Regions from separate parts of the Mus musculus genome. Here region 1 is linked to region 2. A link is a contact called in public Micro-C data. All regions are on one chromosome and are shown on one strand. The core of a region is the stretch at or near the end of the contact, and the rest is flanking DNA. Distances in the headings are between cores, read along the strand shown.

The links. Hi-C and Micro-C count contacts between places; a contact is called where the count stands out from the background.
Region 1: a Micro-C map of the G1E-ER4 cell line shows a contact between it and region 2, with 2.8 times the contacts expected there. The contact joins two enhancer-like sites. A contact is called at or near these places in 1 of 15 datasets of contacts at CTCF or cohesin (the G1E-ER4 cell line), 19 of 484 Hi-C or Micro-C datasets (the G1E-ER4 cell line, the HL-1 cell line, effector CD8 T cells and 13 more), 4 of 115 datasets of contacts at active chromatin or transcription factors (embryonic stem cells, large pre-B cells and pancreatic cancer cells) and 2 of 9 other capture datasets (embryonic stem cells and pancreatic islet).

The regions. Positions count from the first base shown.
Region 1 is chr6:86,217,844-86,222,610 of GRCm38.p6, forward strand. The region is part of intron 1 of Tgfa (transforming growth factor alpha); the gene reads left to right. Among named protein-coding and RNA genes, the nearest start is that of Tgfa, 25 kb to the left of the region's middle. Within about 2 kb of position 1,713, at least 70 of the 459 cell types and tissues checked have an H3K27ac peak or open chromatin away from gene starts, as enhancers often do. A contact at or near this core is called in the G1E-ER4 cell line, where this site is marked.
Region 2 is chr6:86,127,497-86,131,812 of GRCm38.p6, forward strand. It overlaps the pseudogene Gm19596. Among named protein-coding and RNA genes, the nearest start is that of Tgfa, 66 kb to the right of the region's middle. Within about 2 kb of position 2,540, at least 20 of the 459 cell types and tissues checked have an H3K27ac peak or open chromatin away from gene starts, as enhancers often do. A contact at or near this core is called in the G1E-ER4 cell line, where this site is marked.

The sequences.
Region 1 (4,767 bases), core at 463-2,962, 90 kb after region 2:
CACACACACTCATGCACACACACACACACTCATGCACACACACACACACACTCATGCACACACACACACACTCATGCACACACACACACACACACACACACACACACACACTCATGCACACCCTTCTTCCTTCCAGCCCTGGGCTTTTCTCACCTGCTCTTTCCCTTTTCTCTCTGGGTCACTCCTGCCTCTCACTTGGGACCCTGTCCGTCTGCAGTGTTAAATGGACCCACTGAGCTAGCTGGTGACCTAGGCATTGCTTCTTCCTCTCTATGACCATGCTTTTATCCCTTCCTCCCAGTTGCTTTCATACCCAGGCTAATACTGCATTGACATTAATCCTGCCAAGTTACATTTGCATCTGTGTTGGCCTGAGAAACTCCTTCCGCAGGGTGGTGCCTGGGTGTCCTGAGCCTTGGGGAGTTGTCACCACTCACTTGGGAAATGGAGCAGAGTTCAGGGACTGTTTGCACACTCCTGAGAACTTCTAAGCCCCTGGCCAGGTGACATATCTGCATGTGGGCTAGCCACCAAGAAGGGAATATGCCCAGCTAGCACGAGGCTACCAATAGGCTAACTGTGTTGGTCAGTGTTAGGCTCCAAGGATGATTTGGACTGCCACAGGCCAGGAAGACTGAGATGTCCCAGTGGGTCACACAAGTGGGGAAAGGACTCATACCATCTCTGTGGGCCTCACAGACTAGCAATGGCTTCCAGCTCTGCTGGCAGCAAGTGTACTCTCTCTGTAGTAGCAAGGACATAAGAACTGTCACTGTCACAGCAGCAGCCCGAAAGAGTCCCTTCATTTTTCAATTCAGGTAAAGCCAGATCCTTGGCTTTGGCAATGGAAAGAATTTCTGGGTGAGGCAGGATGAAGCAGGACTGATGTTTTCAAAGGTATTTCAAAATATAGATTTTAAAGCAATATGGTTAAGACATATCACAAAATAAAACACGTCAGAGAATGAGTGTATGGGTTTCTCTGAAAGTCAGCCCCCTTCATTGTTTTTTACAGTAGTCATAGGAAGGATTTGGGTGGTTTAGAAGTTGTTATCTTCAAAGGATGGCGAAGGAACCAGAGTGAGGTCACCAGTGGTTCCCGAAGACAAGATCACACTTGAGAAAGGGAAGTCTAGATCACAGGGTTATAGAAAGGTAGGCTATCACTAGAAAAAGTCTAGATCACAGGGCTATAGGAAGGTAGACTATCGCCATTGTAAATAAATGTCTCTTTTGAGATTCCCAGAAAATAGAAGAGTAATAGGCCCTGCCCAAAGTCATACATGTTCAGGCCTTAAGTCTGGCTTATTACTTTATTTACTTATGTTTTAAACCTTCCCAGTAGATGTTGGCCATTGTGCTTCCCACCTGGCCGGAAGCTCCTGGCTCTGGAGTAAGGGGCTCCTTTCCCTTCACAGGTCCCTATTATTTTTCCTGTCTTTCTCTCCTGCCTCATTCTCTGCCTGTTTCAGGCTCCGAGGCCCTGGGCTACATGGTTGGTACTATAACTTTGGCCACTTGAGCCCCTACCTTGTGTCTGGCCCACTCCCCCATGCTATTCTTCATCCTTCTAGGATCTCTTCCGGAGACACCTTAAGGCCTGAACCGACAGTCAGCTGGTACTGGTTTCTGGAGCACTCATCTTGGTACAGTGTCTTTGCCATTTCCCAGCTCGGCCCTAGGAAATCTTGTTGGTGACTCAGCAACTGGGGACTCCAGCCAGCACTGCTGCCTTGTAGTTCCAGGAACTCAGATGGGGGTGGCTGGAGAGGCCCCGGAGGAAGAGGAAGCCTGACTCAGGACCCATCCCAGGTCTTTGATAAGCTTGACTGTGCGGAAGAGATCTAGAGATGGGCTCCCTCCTGGCAGGGAAGGGCATGGCACAGATCTTGTAGATAGGCCTTGCCAAGGGCCTTCCTCGCCCCAGGACACACACACAGCTCTATATCCTGGCAAGTAACTGACTGAGCCAGAGCTATGTTGTCAGGCCTGTATGTGGTGTGTGTACTCGGCAGGCAAGCCTCAGCAAGCAGCAGAGTGAGTTGGGCTGCTGAGTGGGTGAGAGGTCAGGACAAGGACCAGGGGTCTTTGTGGCATGCAATGTATCTTGGCTTACAAGTGTCCTTAAGAATGGAAGCGTCTCAATGGGACTGGTGGGTCTCCTGCAAGCACCTCTCCAACTTTCCTCATTAGCTATGTTTCCCTGTTTAATTTACCTTGGGAGGTTTCCAGCCAGTCAGAATGCACCACCTCTTTTTGCAGTCGGGTCGACTCTGCCGACCCCAGGACTGTGATGTCAGTTTTAGGCATGTATTAGGATCTAAACTCTAAACAGCTCAAAGTACACTGCAAACATTTGATTGACCTTTGACACAGGGAAAAACTGAGTAGCTTTAATAAATCTGAGACTATGGAGAACAGGGTCTGGGCTGTGAGAGGGAGAGAGAAACTGGGAACCCCAGATGGTCTGTGTGCATGAGCCAAGTGGGATCTAGCACTGGCCCTGGCACTAATGAGCATCCGGTAGCTCAGGGAAGTCAAAGGCCCTGCCTGCAGGAGTGACGGCACATGGCAAGAAGTGGGGGCACCTAGCTGGGCTTAGAAAACGGGGTGGAGCATTGTGGGGAACAATTGAGCTTGTGTATTTAGGCAACCTGGACCAGGTAGATCCTTTCTTCCCTGGACCTGGGAAGAAATAATACGAAGTAGACCTGGCAGGAGCTCCTCTGATGCTTTGACAGCAGATCTACAGGGTACCTCCTTTTTTAAAGAGCCCAAGCACACACTGGTCACACTGGCTTCCATGGAATATACTCAGCTCTCCTTAGAGCAATCCCAGAGAGCCAAGACTGTGGAAACAAAAACTTTCCTGGGGCAGGTTGGGGGTCACTGGGCAGGCCAGTTCCACAACCCACCCGCAAGGAGAACCTGAGTCATGATTTTCTATATCAAGCGACACAAATTCCAGGTAACAGATACATCTACTTGAATTTCTACCCAAGCATAGGTTCTTATCTATGGCTGCTTAGCCTAGTCATTCAACAGGCCAGCTTCGTGCCTCCAACCCAAGGTTTTAGGCTTAAACAAAGGGTCAGAGAGCCAGGCACAGATGGATGGATACGGCACAGTGGGATGGGCTGACAGGGGCAGGAGCACTCTGGCTCCACTGGGGCAGGGCAATCACCTCACTCTGTCTTGAGCTCCTCAGAGACCATTTCTAATGTCCATTGTGGTGGTTTTTAAGAAGTGGAAGGGTGGCTTACAGGAAGAGGACTGTGTGGGTTGTGAGTGATGGGCCTCTTTGTCACCAGTCTCTCCAACACCTATTCAGCCATGGTAATAGATACTCAGTCACTACTTGAATGAATGGATGAATGAATGAATGGTAAGAATTCAAGTATAATCCATTTCCCCTGGAATCTGAATAAAAGAACCCAGAGATGTAGAGGGAGAGGAGTCTAAACAGAAAATTCTGGGGAAGGGTGGGTTTCTGGGATCCCCCCTCTCAGGTTCCCCACTATCACCTCCAACTCTCTTTCCAATAGGAAGACCTCTTAGAGAAACTCAGTCAAACCAAAGTGGGTACCAGATGTTAGGCCAAGCACAGGGCTAGTGAATACAGGAAACAACCACATCGTGGGGACGGATGGACAAATCTCAAGGGAGAATAGATGGGGAGCTGAAAAGGGCATGATTGTTTCCCATAGGTGAAACACCTGGCCTTGGAGTGTCAGGTCTGATCTCCACAGGGACTGAGGGGCCCAGGGGTGAGAGAACACTTTAGAGATAGTGTTACCTGCCCATGGGCATACACAAGTCACATGCATTTCCAAGCACAATGTGATGTTCTAAAGTACACAGCAACCGAGATCAGGGTAATTGGCAATCCATTGCCCTAAACAACTATTGATAAGAGCAGTGATGAGGCAAGCCTGAGATCCCACCCTAGGGAGATGGAGGCAGGACCTCCAAGGTCATCCTTGACTACATAGTACATTGAAGGGCAGTCTGGGCTTTGTTAATTGAACCCTGTCTCTAAAATAAAAGAAATGGGAAGAAACACTCATTCAGTGCCCGGCAGGTTTCTCACAGATCCCCTAATTCCTGTGTCACAATGACTTTGTCCAGGAGATGGATTCTGTGGCCTTTTACAATGAAGGAAAATAGGCCCCAACAGTTACACAGAGGTCAGAGTTGCAAGGACCCTAAGCAGCATGCTAAGTGAGGGCCTTGGGATGCCTGGCTGCAGCTGGGGTAGGCAGTGGGAGTCTAAGCACTAGAGAGAGGCTGCAGGGGCATGTGGGTGCGGTATGTGGGGCCTGGTGTGTGTGTGTGTATTTGGAGATTTGATGGGAGAACATTGTTGTTCCTTTGGGAGAGGCTGGCCTCAAACTCACAATGTAGCAGAGGATGACCTTGAAGGAAGATAACCCTCCTCCTTCAATCACCTGGACTGAGACAGCGGTCCAGCCCCACCATGCCTGACTTTTCAGGCTATGTCTATGTGTTTTAAATCTTCCTCAGGACTCCAGCCTGGGCTGTAAATTGGGCAAGGACCTGGTCCAGAATATTCTCTCTCTCTCTCTCTCTCTCTCTCTCTCTCTCTCTCTCTCTCTCTCTCTCTCTCTCAGCCAGCACAAAGGCGGGAAGGCCTCAGAAGAACCGGTTTGGCAACTGCTGTACCTCCCTGAGAGGCACTGAGGCCTAGACTGGGGAGGCCCGGGATCCAGGGATGGATAAAGTGTCCGTGTGGGGGCTGGCTGTGTA
Region 2 (4,316 bases), core at 1,290-3,789:
GGGCCCTGTGCAGAGACCCCACAGATGCCCAAAGCCCTGGAGGAGGCCAGGTCACACTCTGGGAGTTAAGGAGAAGGGAGTGAGTCTTTCCAAAGCTTGACCACATGCTTGCTGCTTGCTGGGGAAGTGCTTTGTTGTAGGGAGATAAGACAATGTCTGCCCCTGCCTTCTCTGATGTAGGACAGTCAATTGGCAAAGAAAGCTCAGAGCCTGCTGATTATATTGATCTTATGATATTGATCTACACATACCAGGAGTCACTACCATGATCCAAAGGTAGCAGTGGCTCTGGATCCTGGTCACAGTCTTCATGGTGAGCCATCTAGAGCTCCCTGGTGCTGGCTGAGGATGGGTGACTGCACAGATGAGAAGCAGTGTTGGGTCGCCCCCGACTCTGTTGTCACTGCCCTTCTCTTGCTCCTTCCTGGAGGGTCACACAAATGCCTCTCATGACAACCAGGGTGACCCAACCCTTGGATACATTTTCCCCCACGGATTGCATTTGAGAATACTACTCGTGATGGTCCCCACATCACGTAGGTTGGCCGTGTCCCTGACACTGGGCTTGCTTCTGAGAGACTGTTGGAGGTCACTGTGGCAGTTTTTTTCTCTCCCACTGTGGGTGGTGGGGTTTTCTGGCATGGCCTCTTGCTCTGGCCCTGCAAAATTCTTCTCCTATCTATGAATATTACCAGACCAACCACTGTCTCCCCTGTAAAGCAAGGCTAACAATGGTTCCCATCTCACTGGGATTCTACTATACCAAACACACTGGGCTGTTCTGAGCTCACAGAATAGAGTGGAACAGGAAATGTGTGTTAGTTATTGTTATTATCATGCCACAAGCACCCCTGGGTGTACATCAACAAAGACTTAAAAGAAAAAAGGAGTCTGGGAGTCCTGTCGAGCATTAAATTGCATCTGTTCAAGCCTGGCCCAACCCTGCATATGAACCACAAAAGGATTTTTGAAAAATCTTGCCTTCCATCTTCAATTCTCACTAGCTACACAGAATATTCGACAGCAATTTGTCTTGCAGAAAATTGACATAATGGGTAAAATTAACTCTCATGCCCAGTGAATGGGACAAACTTTGCTACCATGTATGAGGGAAACAGCCGTGTCCTTGGAGAACTCACTGCACTGCCTCCAGGGGGCACACTCACCCATCCATGCAGAAATGTCCCCAAAGAAATGCTAATTTCCACACACCTCTCACGTCACATGCCTTGCAAAGATATCTTTTGGATCTGGCCTTAATTACCTAGTCAAGCCCACCTGCTAGGCTCAGGACACCATGCTGGGTCGCACACAGCCTGTGTTTCTGTGTGCTATTAACCTACCCTTTGCCTGACCCTCCTATATAACACAGCCCCCTTTGGAACTGCCTCCTCCCAGTGACCTTGAAATGAGTGTGGAAGCCCCAAGAACAAGTTTATTCACAGGCCGGCCTGCAGGGTTCTGCCCACCACACATTACTGTCAATCTTTTCAATAGCAAAGAAAGAAAAGACTTCCCGTCCTAGTTGTCACCCCCCATCCTGCCCCTCAATATTTTTAAGTGACTGTCATTGTCCCTGACCAGACTGAGGTTAGAACAAGTTGGCTTTCCTAGACAGATCTCAGAAACCACTGCGGGGTTTCAACAGGATAACGTATTAATCTAGGACAACCAATGTTGTTCCTCCCATGCTGTCAAGTCCTCAGAAATCTCAACTAAGCCTGGGCAAGCACCACTGTCCAGGAAGTGAGGCTCATGGTGTCACAGCCCAAGGGCTGTCCAGGAAGGTAGGATGGGTTCCAGGGACAGGAATTTTGTTATATTCCCCATTCTACTCACCATTCTATGCCACCTCACATTCTACTCTGTAGAGAGTCCTGAAATCTGTGGCTAGATGTTTTTACATGTATAGGAGCTCCGGCTAGCAGCCTGTGGGCTGAGCAGTCTCCCTCCTACCCCACAATGCCAAGCAGCTGACCTGCAAATTGGGAGCACAGCTCTCCTGAGGCAGATGGCACCCTCACACCACATCTTCAATGACTGGCAACTCACAGGGCACTACTACATATTACCATTTACCCCATTTGTCGTTTTTTTTTTTAATTCTATTTTACTTATTTGTGTGTTCATGGTACCTAAGTGTCTGAGTATATGTGGTGTGTGTGCCTGTACATTCTGGGAGGCTGGAAGAGGCACCTGTGAGTTCCTGGGGACATTGTCTGCCTGTCCCTGTGAGGCATGGGCTCTCTGAACCTCAGCTAGGCTGGAAGCCAGTGAACCCCAGCCATCCTCCAGCCTCACTCAGAACTGGGGTTCAGGCTTTTGGGGGGATGCCTAGCTTTTATGTAGGTGCTGAGATCCAAACCCCTATCCCCATGATCGCAGAGCGAGAGTCTAACTGCTGAACTGTTTCTCCAGCCCTTATTTCTTCCATTAAAAGGAAAAAAAAAAGTTACTGAACTTTCTTTGGGGCAGGGAGCACGTGCCTTGCTGCATGTGTGGAGGCCAGAGGGCAACCTGCTGGCTCTCTCCACCACGTGAGTCCTGGAGATAAGACTCAGGTGGTTAGGTTTGGAGGCAAAGTGCCTTTATCCACTGGGCCATCTTGCCAACCCCAGTTCTGTCATTTTTAACATAGTGAATTCGGGATAAGGAACCTTCATAAGAACCACACTGACAGGGTTGAGGGTGGACCCCATGCCATTCCTGGGTTTAGGTCAGTGTTGGTTCTTAGGGAGCTGAGATGTCCTGCCAGGGTAACAAGCGCAGGCTCCTCCTCCTCCCAGGGCAGGGAGGGGTAATTAGTGTGTCTAGGAGATTCTAGAGATTTGGATGAAAGGAGGCTCAGGCTGTCATTACAAGCCTTCCCCTTATCACGGCTTTTAACGCCTATTTTGGTAAGACATGACAGTTGGTCCTGAGGTCTGATTGGGGTGGCTGCCCTCATCTGAGGGAGCCCCTTGTGCTTTCCGGGTAGATTTTTCCCTGGGGTAGCAGAGGGGTCTCTGGGAGGAGGCCAACTGTCTGAACACATTCTGAGAAGTTCATGGTGAGCTGTCTAGACTTCTCCAAGACTTCCTTGAGCATTTCTGTCTTGGGTGCCTCCCACTGCTTGCTCCTTGAGAATGAAGGTTCCCAGGCAAGGTGATACCAGTTTACACACAGCTATGAACCATTGTTTTTGGAAGAACTGGTGTATCTTGTCACAACTGAGACGAGAACTGGGAGCTGGGGGTGGGGGTGGGGGGTGGTCAAGACAAACTTCTCTCTCACAATAACAAGAGTGAGTCACTAAAGAATGATTCACAATTATCCCAATGGCTTTCAAATAAATACCCAGGGCCACCCGTGACCTCCTGCTCTTATCCCCAAAGCCTCTGGGTTCAAAAACAAACAAAAAACAAAACAAACAAACAAACAACAAAAACCCCAGCATATTCCCACCCAGAAGACTGTGTCATCCAAACAATGAGACCACTGTCTCTTTCTTCCGTGACAGGAAAGACACCCATGACTACAAGCTCCTATCTGAGTCACTGTGGGCTGGAGTGGGTCATCTGGAGCAAGAGGAAGGTTATCAGTCATTGGGTTTCGGGAAAAGCTAGACCCAACCTGAGAGACAGAAAGTGAGCATCTTGGGACAACTGTAGCCCCCAATCTTCTAGTCACGGCTGGGAGTTCTGGGGTATGAAGGAGGCTGAGGTGTGAGAAGAGCTTCACAAACACGGAGTCTTCTCAGGGTGATGAGTGTTGCTACCCAGAATGCACTCTGAATCGTTCAGAGGCAGGGTGGATGTGGCTACCCAGAATAGACTCCTACTGTTCTCAAAAGTGTTGGACATTGCCACCCAAAATGCCCTTGTCTGTGTCTTCCCAACAGTAGGATGGAGACCGATACCCAGAATTCTCTGCATTCTGTCTGCACTCACGAGAGGAGGGATGAGATGCCCAAATCCTGGAAGGTCTTTTTAAAAAATATTTTCCCTGCTGCCTTTTGCCAAATTTAAAATTTCATCTTCATCTACTATGTATCATTTATTCCATTTGTTTAACTCTCAATGAAGTCTGTGTTTTGTTTTAAGACTCTATTATTTAGTTTCATGTACATGTGTGAGTGCAGATGTGTGGGCAGAGACCAGAAGAGGGTGATGGAACCTCAAGCTGGAGTTCAAGGCCACTGTGAGTCCCCGGACCTTGGTGCTAGAGATCTGGGTGCTAGGAACTGAACTAAGCAGAAAATTCTCTTAACCTCTCTAGTCTTGATCTCTGAGTCTTGTCTTCTTTTTGAGATATGGTTTCTCTGTGTAGCCCTGGCC